Linked DNA regions of Pan troglodytes: region 1 is linked to region 2. A link is a contact called in public Hi-C data. All regions are on one chromosome and are shown on one strand. The core of a region is the stretch at or near the end of the contact, and the rest is flanking DNA. Distances in the headings are between cores, read along the strand shown.

Region 1 (4,183 bases), core at 710-3,209, 360 kb after region 2:
TTGTGACCCTGCAATGGGTGGCAGCCACAGGACATAGGGTTCATTGAACGCACCTTGTGTAACTATTGCCCAGGAAAAGGCCCAGAATTTAATAAAGATGAGGCCCCTGGCAGTGAAGTGCTGGATGAGGCGCACCCCCTGGGGCATACCTGAACCTCCCCCAGGGCCTCGGCTGTGAGCTTTGATTATAGACACACCTGTGCCACAGCCCCTTCAGACTGCTCCCTTCACCTCTGAAAAACCAGACAGGATGCTTCTGTTCCTGGAAATGTGAATGCCCTTCGTGTGTTTTTTACTTTGACTATAAACTCATCTGCACCCAAAATATAGACTCCCACACAATAATAACGGGAGACTTTAACACCCTACTGTCAACATTAGACAGATCAACGAGACAGAAAGTTAACAAGGATATCCAGGAATTGAACTCAGCTCTGCACCAAGCAGACCTAATAGACATCTACAGAACTCTCCACCCCAAATCAACAGAATATACATTCTTCTTAGCACCGCACAGCACTTATTCCAAAATTGACCACATAGTTGGAAGTAAAGCACTCCTCAGCAAATGTAAAAGAACAGAAATTATAACAAACTGTCTCTCAGACCACAGTGCAATCAAACTAGAACTCAGGATTAAGAAACTCACTCAAAACCACTCAACTACATGGAAACTGAACAAGCTGCTCCTGAATGACTACTGGGTATATAACAAAATGAAGGCAGAAATAAAGATGTTCTTCGAAACCAATGAGAACAAAGACACAACATACCAGAATCTCTGAGACACATTTAAAGCAGTGTGTAGAGGGAAATTTATAGCACTAAATGCCCACAAGAGAAAGCAGGAAAGATCTAAAATTGACACCCTAACATCATAATGAAAAGAACTAGAGAAGCAACAGCAAACACATTCAAAAGCTAGCAGAAGGCAAGAAATAAGTAAGATCAGAGCAGAACTGAAGGAAATAGAGACACAAAAAACCCTTCAAAAAAATCAATGAATCCAGGAGCTGGTTTTTTGAAAAGATCAACAAAATTGATAGACCGCTAGCAAGACTCATAAAGAAGAAAAGAGAGAAGAATCAAATAGACGCAATAAAAAATGATAAAGGGGATATCACCACTGATCCCACAGAAATACAAGCTACCATCAGAGAATACTACAAACACCTCTACGCAAATAAACTAGAAAATCTAGAAGAAATGGATAAATTCCTCGACACATACACCCTCCCAAGACTAAACCAGGAAGAAGCTGAATCTCTGAATAGACCAATAACAGGCTCTGAAATTGAGGAAATAATTAATAGCCTCTCCCTGGGAATGGGCGGGCCTGGGTCCAGTCCACAGGGCCCCTCGTGGGCCCTGATGAAGGAAAGAGTTGAGATGGGGGCAGCGCTGGACCCCAGGGCCCCTGCCTGCCTCCTGGAGAGCCCGGTGACCCAGGCAGCCCTGGTGAGGCTGTGGGTGTCTGGGCCATAGCGAGGCCCGCGAGCTCCCACAGGACAGATGCGGACAGTGAGGCCCGGGAGGCCCTGCTGCCCTCCGGACTGTCCCTCCAGCCCCCAGCTTTCTGTGGTTCTCTGGGCCCCCTCTGCAGAGGGGCAGGGGAGCCCACCCTGGATCCTGAGACGCCAAGCTTGAGGGACCCCCAGAGCTCTAGCGAGGCTGCTTCCTCTGCGGATGGTGAAGCTGAGGTCCAGAGGAGGGCAGGGGCAGGTCCTGGGCGCTCCCTAGGCAAAGGGAGCCGATCTCCGGGAGGCGGTCACAGGGAGCGCTCCTGCGACTTCTAGGGCCCGAAAGCTGGGGAGGATGAGAGACCAGGGGCCTTTCGTCGTCCTCTGGGGCTGGGCAGAGGCTCAGCCTGTGCCGCAACCCTAAGCGGCTTCTGGCAAGTCCGAGCCGCGGTCCCTTTAAGAGGGGGTGGAGCTTCAACCTGGCACTAGGGATGCTGCCAGCGTGCGTGTCCCTACGGAGCTGAGACTGCACTTCCTGCGACGCCCCTGCAGCAGCAGCAGCGTGGTCAGAGCGAGCTTCTGAGAAGCGGTGGTGGGTTCCATGTGATGGTGGAGTAGGAGACGGGTCTCCGCGGTAAGTGGCGGGGGCGTGGACCCCACCGGGAACCCTCCCTGCTCCTTCCCTGCCTCTGCCTGTTTTCGTGCCCGCACTTCTTCGTGGGCATCTGGGCCCGAGTCCTCCGCTTGGGGGCGGTTGTGCGGTCCTGGCTACTGCAGCGTCCGCACCCCGGCCGGGAAGGCTATGCCAATGTCCGACCCGCGTCCAGCGTATAGGAGCGCCCTGGCCCACAGCTGGCGGTAAAACGCGGGACCTGGGTCCCTCGGAGCCCCAGGGGCCTCTGAGCTGGAGTCTAGGATTATTTTTGATGCCTCAGCACCTTTAAAAAGAGACCTCGCTAGAGCAGCGGGCATCTGTATTTTCAGTTCTTTGAGGAGTCTCCAGCTATTTAGCTGTTTTCCATGGTGTGTATCCTAATTTTCATTTCCACCTACAGTGTATGAGTTTCCCTTTCTCCAAAACCACACCCGCATTCCTACTATTTTTGGTTTGGGGTTTGTTTTGTTTTTGTTTTTGTTTTTGTTTTGAGACGGAGTCTTGCTCTGTCTTACAGGCTGGAGTGCAGTGGCGCCATCTCGGCCGACTGCAACCTCTGCCTGGTTTAAGCAAGTCTCCTGTCTCAGCCTCCAGAGTACCTGGGACTACAGGCGCCTGCCACCATGCCCAGCTAATTTTTGTATTTTTAGTAGAGATGGGGTTTCACGATATTGGTCAGGCTGGTCTCAAACTCCTGACCTCAGGTGACCCACCTGCCTCAGCCTCGCAAAGTGCAGAGATTACAGGCATGAGACACCGTTCCCAGCCTCTCCTATTTTTTTATAAAAACAAGGAATATTCAATAAGTGTGAGATTATCTCTGTGTGGTTTTGAATTACAGTTTTCTAATGAATAGTTTATTTTGAGGACCTTATCTCTTATTTGTTGTTCGATTTTATGGCTGTGCAGAATTGTCCAGGTTCTTTGCAAAATATTAGATTGGATGCTTTTGCTACTTTGTAGTGTTTTTTGTGTTCATATTAGATGACAACTCCTCGTGAATTACAAGATTGCCTGAAATTTTTGCCTAATCTATAGGATGCTTTTTTAATTGGAAAGTAGTTTTCTTTGATGTGCAGAAACTTTTCATGTTGATGTAGTCAACATGATATTTATTTTTGCGTTTCATGCATGTAATTTTCGTCACCCATATAAGAAAATAATATGTCAGTGACAAAGCATTTAATTGTCAATGAGGTTTTTCTTCCAGGGTGTTTATTTTCCTCTTTGCAAAGGTGAGCAGAGATTCAAGTGACCCAAAATATATGCTCATCCTGTGTTTTAGTTAAAAACATTTTGTGGTTTATGGTCTTTTGTTTTGCCTTCAATTTGGGGGAGTGGGTGTTCATTTTCATACATCGTGTAAAATAAGGTCCTATTTCTCGCTTCTGCATCTGGATATCATTTTTCTCAAAGGTATTCATTCTCTGCCTTCCACATTGCAGTGTTCTTTATCAAAGTCAGTTGATTGTGTCCATATTTGTGTTGATCATGTTTTTGTCCTCCCTGTTTTTGTCCATAGTTTATGCAAGTATCATATATCAGCTGTATAACTACAACTTGGCAGTGTAATTTGATATTGAGGATTGTGGGTCTTCACTTTGTATTTCTCAGGATTCCTTTAGATATTCATTGCTTTTGTGGTTCCCTGTGATTTTTAGCAATACGTATTTATTTCTGTTAACTTTTTTTCACAACATAAAGGTCCATAATTAGGGGTACATTTTCATACATATAGATTGGGTAATGATCAAATCAGGGTACTTAGGATCTCTATTTGCTCGTCCAGGTTTTTTTTTTTTTTTGTGGGGAGAACATTCAAAATTCTCCCTTCTTACTCTAGAAAAATATGATATTGTTAACTCCAGTCACCAGGCTGAGGAGGAGAACCTCAGATTTGTTCCTTTAATGTTAAGATAACTTTGTTTCCATAATCAATCCTTCCCCATTCCCCCTCTATCTCCCAAACTCTGGTAACCAATATTGTGCTTTCTACTTCATTAAGATAAACATCTTAAGATTTCACATGAGTGGTATCATGCAGTGTTTTTCTAGGCCTAGCTCATTA
Region 2 (4,492 bases), core at 1,701-4,200:
CTCTCCCTCACTCCCTGCTCACCAGTACCTTTGCAAACATCTTGAGGCGGGAACTGGGGTCTCGGGAGGTAGTGATCATAACCTTGGGATCCTCGACTCCTGCCCATCGGTATTCATCATCCACGTGGCTGGTCACACCTGTCAGGAGCACGAGGGGCAAGAACATGACAGTCTTGGGAATGAAATGCTAACTTCGGGGCAGCCAAGACTGCCTGGATGTCGCTGTCTGCCGAAGCCTTCAACAATAGGAATGCTCCACATGCACACCGGGCAAGAGGGCAGCCTCCAACTACTCTGGCTGCTGAGCACAAGCGTGGCTGAGAAACAGAATCTTTTGTTTAATTGTAGTTCGCTTAAGCTATATTAGTCACATGGGGCTAAGCAGCTACTCTATTACACAACGAAGTCCACACTCTGCTAAGGCCAACGGTGACAAACTCTTTTCCCTCGTAACAAATATCTATAATGTTTGGGATTCCTTTCTTGTTTCTTGAATAATGCAGTGAATAAACGTATGGGCACCAATAATGTGTGACGGACACTGTCTTGCCCCAGCAGGCACTCCAGTGGGGGAGGTAATTAACAAGCCAGGTGCAGAGTCAGTGAGGCACTCCCATGTGTGCCATGTAAGTGGGACAGGGCACACTCAGGGAGAGCCCTGCAATGCCATCTGTGCAGTGACAAGGGCATGGGGGACAGTTCCAGGAGCAGTTTCCTCTGATGGGATGGTGCCCGGCGTGTCTGAGGAAGGACTGGAGACCTGCCAGCTCAGTGTTGGGGAGGGCTACCTTGTATAGTTACCTTCACCTCCGGCATCATCAAACTCCAGGGACCCCTGTAAGGCCAGAGCCTCTCGGCGTATCTCAGTGGGAATCAGGCGGTTTTCTGCAGAGGGAAGAGAGAGGGGCTGAGTGAGTCACAAGCATGGAGACCTCAGCTCATCCAATACACCACAGCTTACTAGCCTGCACATGCTTGAAATAAAAATACCTCAGCCCTTTCTGAGCTTGGATACAGCATGGATAGAGGTGACAAAACTTTCTACAGGCCAACCCCCATAAACAGTGGTTACTAGGACTTCATTTTCTTTAGTCTCATGACTTGAGGACTTTCTAAAATATCTTAATGTACTGTATTGCTTTTATAATCAGGTAGAAATCTAAACATCGATTTTTTTTTTTTTTTTGAGACGGAGTCTCGCTCTGTCACCCAGGCAGAGCAGTGCAGTGGTGCCATCTCGGCTCACTGCAAGCTCCGCTTCCTGGGTTCACGCCATTCTCCTGCCTCAGGCTGGCGAGTAGCTGGGACTACAGGAGCCCGCCACGGCGCCCGGCTAATTTTTTGTATTTTTAGTAGAGACGGGGTTTCACCGTGTTAGCCAGGATGGTCTCGATCTCCTGACCTCGTGATCCACCCGCCTCGGCCTCCCAAAGTGCTGGGATTACAGGCGTAAGCCACAGCGCTCGGCCTTAAAAATTACTTTTGAAAAGAAATATAGACTGTTCTGTATGTATGATGGTGGACCAGAGACCTTTAAGCTCTCAGACAGCAAAACCGTTGGTCACGATGCCCACAGCGCTTCGAAGGCATGGCTTCAGCGGGCCCTGGACCGCAGGCTGCCTACCGCAGAGCACAGCGCTCCAGGTGCGCACTCGGGGCCAGCACTGTTCTCCACGGAGCTCAGAGGAACTCCTGCAGGGAGGATGGGCAGCGCAGTCTGCAGCACCAGCGCTATCCAGATAGTCTTTAGAGAGAATTTCTTTTTTTTTTTTTTTGAGACGGAGTCTTGCTTTTTTGCCCAGGCTGGAGTGCAGTGGCAGGATCTCGGCTCACTGCAACCTCCGCCTCCCGGGTTCAAGCGATTCTCCTGCCTCAGCCTCCTGAGTAGCTGGGATTACAGGCGCGTGCCACCACGGCCGGCTAATTTTTGTATGTTTAGTAGAGACGAGATTTCACCATGTTGGTCAGGCTCGAACTCCTGACCTCATGATCCGCCTGCCTCGGCCTCCCAAAGTGCTGGGATTACAGCAGTGAGCCACCGCTCTAAAGAGAATTTCTACAGGACAAGATAAAGTCTTTAAAACTTGGGACGAACTTGACACACTGCACACAGCGGGCAAGCTGCAAAACCCGGGTACTGCAACGTCAGTGACAAGTAATTAATACCATCACACCGAAGAAAGACTCTCAAAACCAACAGGAGAACTCAATGAGCAAGGAAAACGGCCGGCAAGCATTTGGAAAGACGCTCGGATATTCGAACACAAATGCATGCCGGGGTGGTTTACCACGCAGACGCCCGCGGGGCCGACGCCTTACCTTCCAGCGCGCGCCGCAGCCGCTCCTTCCTCTCCTGGGCTGAGCGCTGCGCCTCCTCCCGGGCCTTGCGGTACAGGTACTCGCGGCGCAGGCGGGCCTCGCGGCGCAGCTGTGGGAACAGCAGGCCCAGTCACTCACTACTCGCTCCCGAGCCCCGGAACCCCGGAGCCCCGGAGCCGCTGAGCCTCCAAGTCCCCAGAGCCACATCCCCAGCACTTCACGCGCCCCGGACCTCCGAAACAGGAGCTCATTCTCCTACCATCTTGAGTGCCGCTTCCACGTGGGTCCGGGAGAATCTGTGGGCTCCTCCAGCGCGACACAGTCCTCACTTCCGCCCTCAACCAAGATGGTCCCTTAGACGCTTCACTGGTGCCTGCAGCTGTGGGGAATGCCCTATGTTAAGATGGCGAATAGGGCGGGGACATCTCAAAGCGATTGGCCATTCCGGCAGGGCGTTCTCCTTGGGATAACCAATAGACTGGATACAGAGTGTCACACGTGACTTAGTACCGCAGCTAATAAATATGTCCGCCCAGGCTTCTCCATCCCCGCCCTCCCCCGACCACCGCCGTGCAGAATGCAGTTTTCAGATGACGAACCGCTAAAACAATCATAATTAGCGGCTGGAAACAGTTCAACTGTAAAAACCGCACACCGACTCAAGGTTGCTTGCCGGCTCCTTTCCAAATTAACTTTAAAACCACTCTTCCCTCAACCAAAATGGTTTCTGTAGAGCTTCGCCTTCTTCCATCGCCACAACAGTGGCGCGACTTCTAAGATTCGGCAGCTTCCGGAAGGACTCAGAACCACCTATAACCCTAGCCGACAGTTCAGCAGGCTGATCCACTTGGGGGCTAATTGGAGAAACCAGTTGATTGGTTGCTTCCGTGCTGCTTCTCTAAGGGCGCTTGCCCTTAAAGAAGCTGACCCAGAGGCCTTGGTGCTGCCGGCGTGGGGATCCCCAGATGGGAACGCCCCTTGATGGAGGATCTCGTGTGCCTATTGGCTGTCCTGCCAAACTGCGGAGGGTGACAAGGAAGAAGGTGGCTCCAGATCTGGAGGTGTGTCCATGGCGGCGCTTGACCTGCGAGCGGAGCTGGATTCGCTGGTCCTGCAGCTGCTTGGGGACCTGGAGGAGCTGGAGGGGAAACGAACGGTGTTGAACGCCCGGGTGGAGGAGGTAGGCGCCTGGGGCGGGCAGGAGGGTACACGGGCGTAAACTGAGTCTCACCGCTTTCCTCTCCCTGCAGGGCTGGCTCTCGCTCGCCAAGGCTCGCTACGCGATGGGCGCCAAGTCGGTGGGGCCCCTGCAGTATGCTTCCCACATGGAGCCCCAGGTCTGCCTCCACGCCAGGTGAGGAAGCTTCCATGCTGGGCTGGGTGGGCGGGCGGGCGCGTTCTAGGCCCGGGCTGCCAAAGCTCCATCCTCCCTTCTCGTCCTTCAGCGAGGCCCAGGAGGGACTCCAGAAGTTCAAGGTGGTGAGAGCTGGTGTCCACGCCCCAGAGGAGGTGGGGCCTCGCGAAGCAGGTGAGCCCCCTCTTCCTTCTGCAGAACCCCTTCCCAGTGTCAAAGACAAAATGCAAATTATGGAGATGATTTAAATTAGGTTTTTGCGATAAGAGAGAGCATCCCAGAGCAGAAGAACAGAATGTTTTTGTAGGGTGGTTTTGCCTTAGACTTTTATAGGAAGTAGAGAAATTGTTGGTGAGTTGCTTTACACTGGGAATAGATTTACAATCACATACGTTTCAGTCAGCTGAACAGAAAATATTTATCTGTGTGTCTAGCTAGTTTCAGAGGGACAAACTTCTAATCCCAGTTAATCATTCCTGAGACAAAGAATGGGGAGTTGGAACGTCTGTGTCTGGTCAGTTGGCATGTTCAGGTACAATGGGTAAGGTCGGTGTCACAGGCAAACAGGGTCATCAGTGGGTCTTACAGGAGTCACGGGAAAGAGTGAACAAACAGTCTCATCTGAATCACAAGGGGAAAGGCTGTGTTTTGTGGTAAGCTGTTTCCTGGAACCCCAAAGTTGGAATTTTCCAACCAACAATGTTTTATAGAATCATGAGCTCAGATCAAGCTCAACATTGTCACCAAGATGATAAAGGTCCAGGGAGTAAGATCCCAGCCTCCTCCAACCTTTCTTTCCTCAGGTCTGCGGAGGCGCAA

What was found. Hi-C and Micro-C count contacts between places; a contact is called where the count stands out from the background.
Region 1: a Hi-C map of blood shows a contact between it and region 2, with 8 times the contacts expected there. The contact joins the promoter of LOC459622 here to the promoter of CCDC115 in region 2. A contact is called at or near these places in 3 of 7 Hi-C or Micro-C datasets (blood, induced pluripotent stem cells and stem cell-derived neural progenitor cells) and 1 of 1 datasets of contacts at active chromatin or transcription factors (stem cell-derived excitatory neurons).

Annotation. Positions count from the first base shown.
Region 1 is chr13:32,616,104-32,620,286 of NHGRI_mPanTro3-v2.0_pri, forward strand. It overlaps LOC459622 (neurobeachin-like), which reads left to right and starts at 1,960. Exons shown (of 9, transcript XR_010150040.1): 1 at 1,960-2,094.
Region 2 is chr13:32,255,071-32,259,562 of NHGRI_mPanTro3-v2.0_pri, forward strand. It overlaps CCDC115 (coiled-coil domain containing 115), which reads left to right and starts at 2,951. Exons shown (of 5, transcript XM_001142734.7): 1 at 2,951-3,499; 2 at 3,570-3,673; 3 at 3,765-3,847; 4 at 4,477-4,492. The coding sequence starts at 3,389. It overlaps IMP4 (IMP U3 small nucleolar ribonucleoprotein 4), which reads right to left and starts at 2,679. Exons shown (of 8, transcript XM_009443286.4): 1 at 2,579-2,679; 2 at 2,320-2,428; 3 at 802-885; 4 at 29-138. The coding sequence starts at 2,581.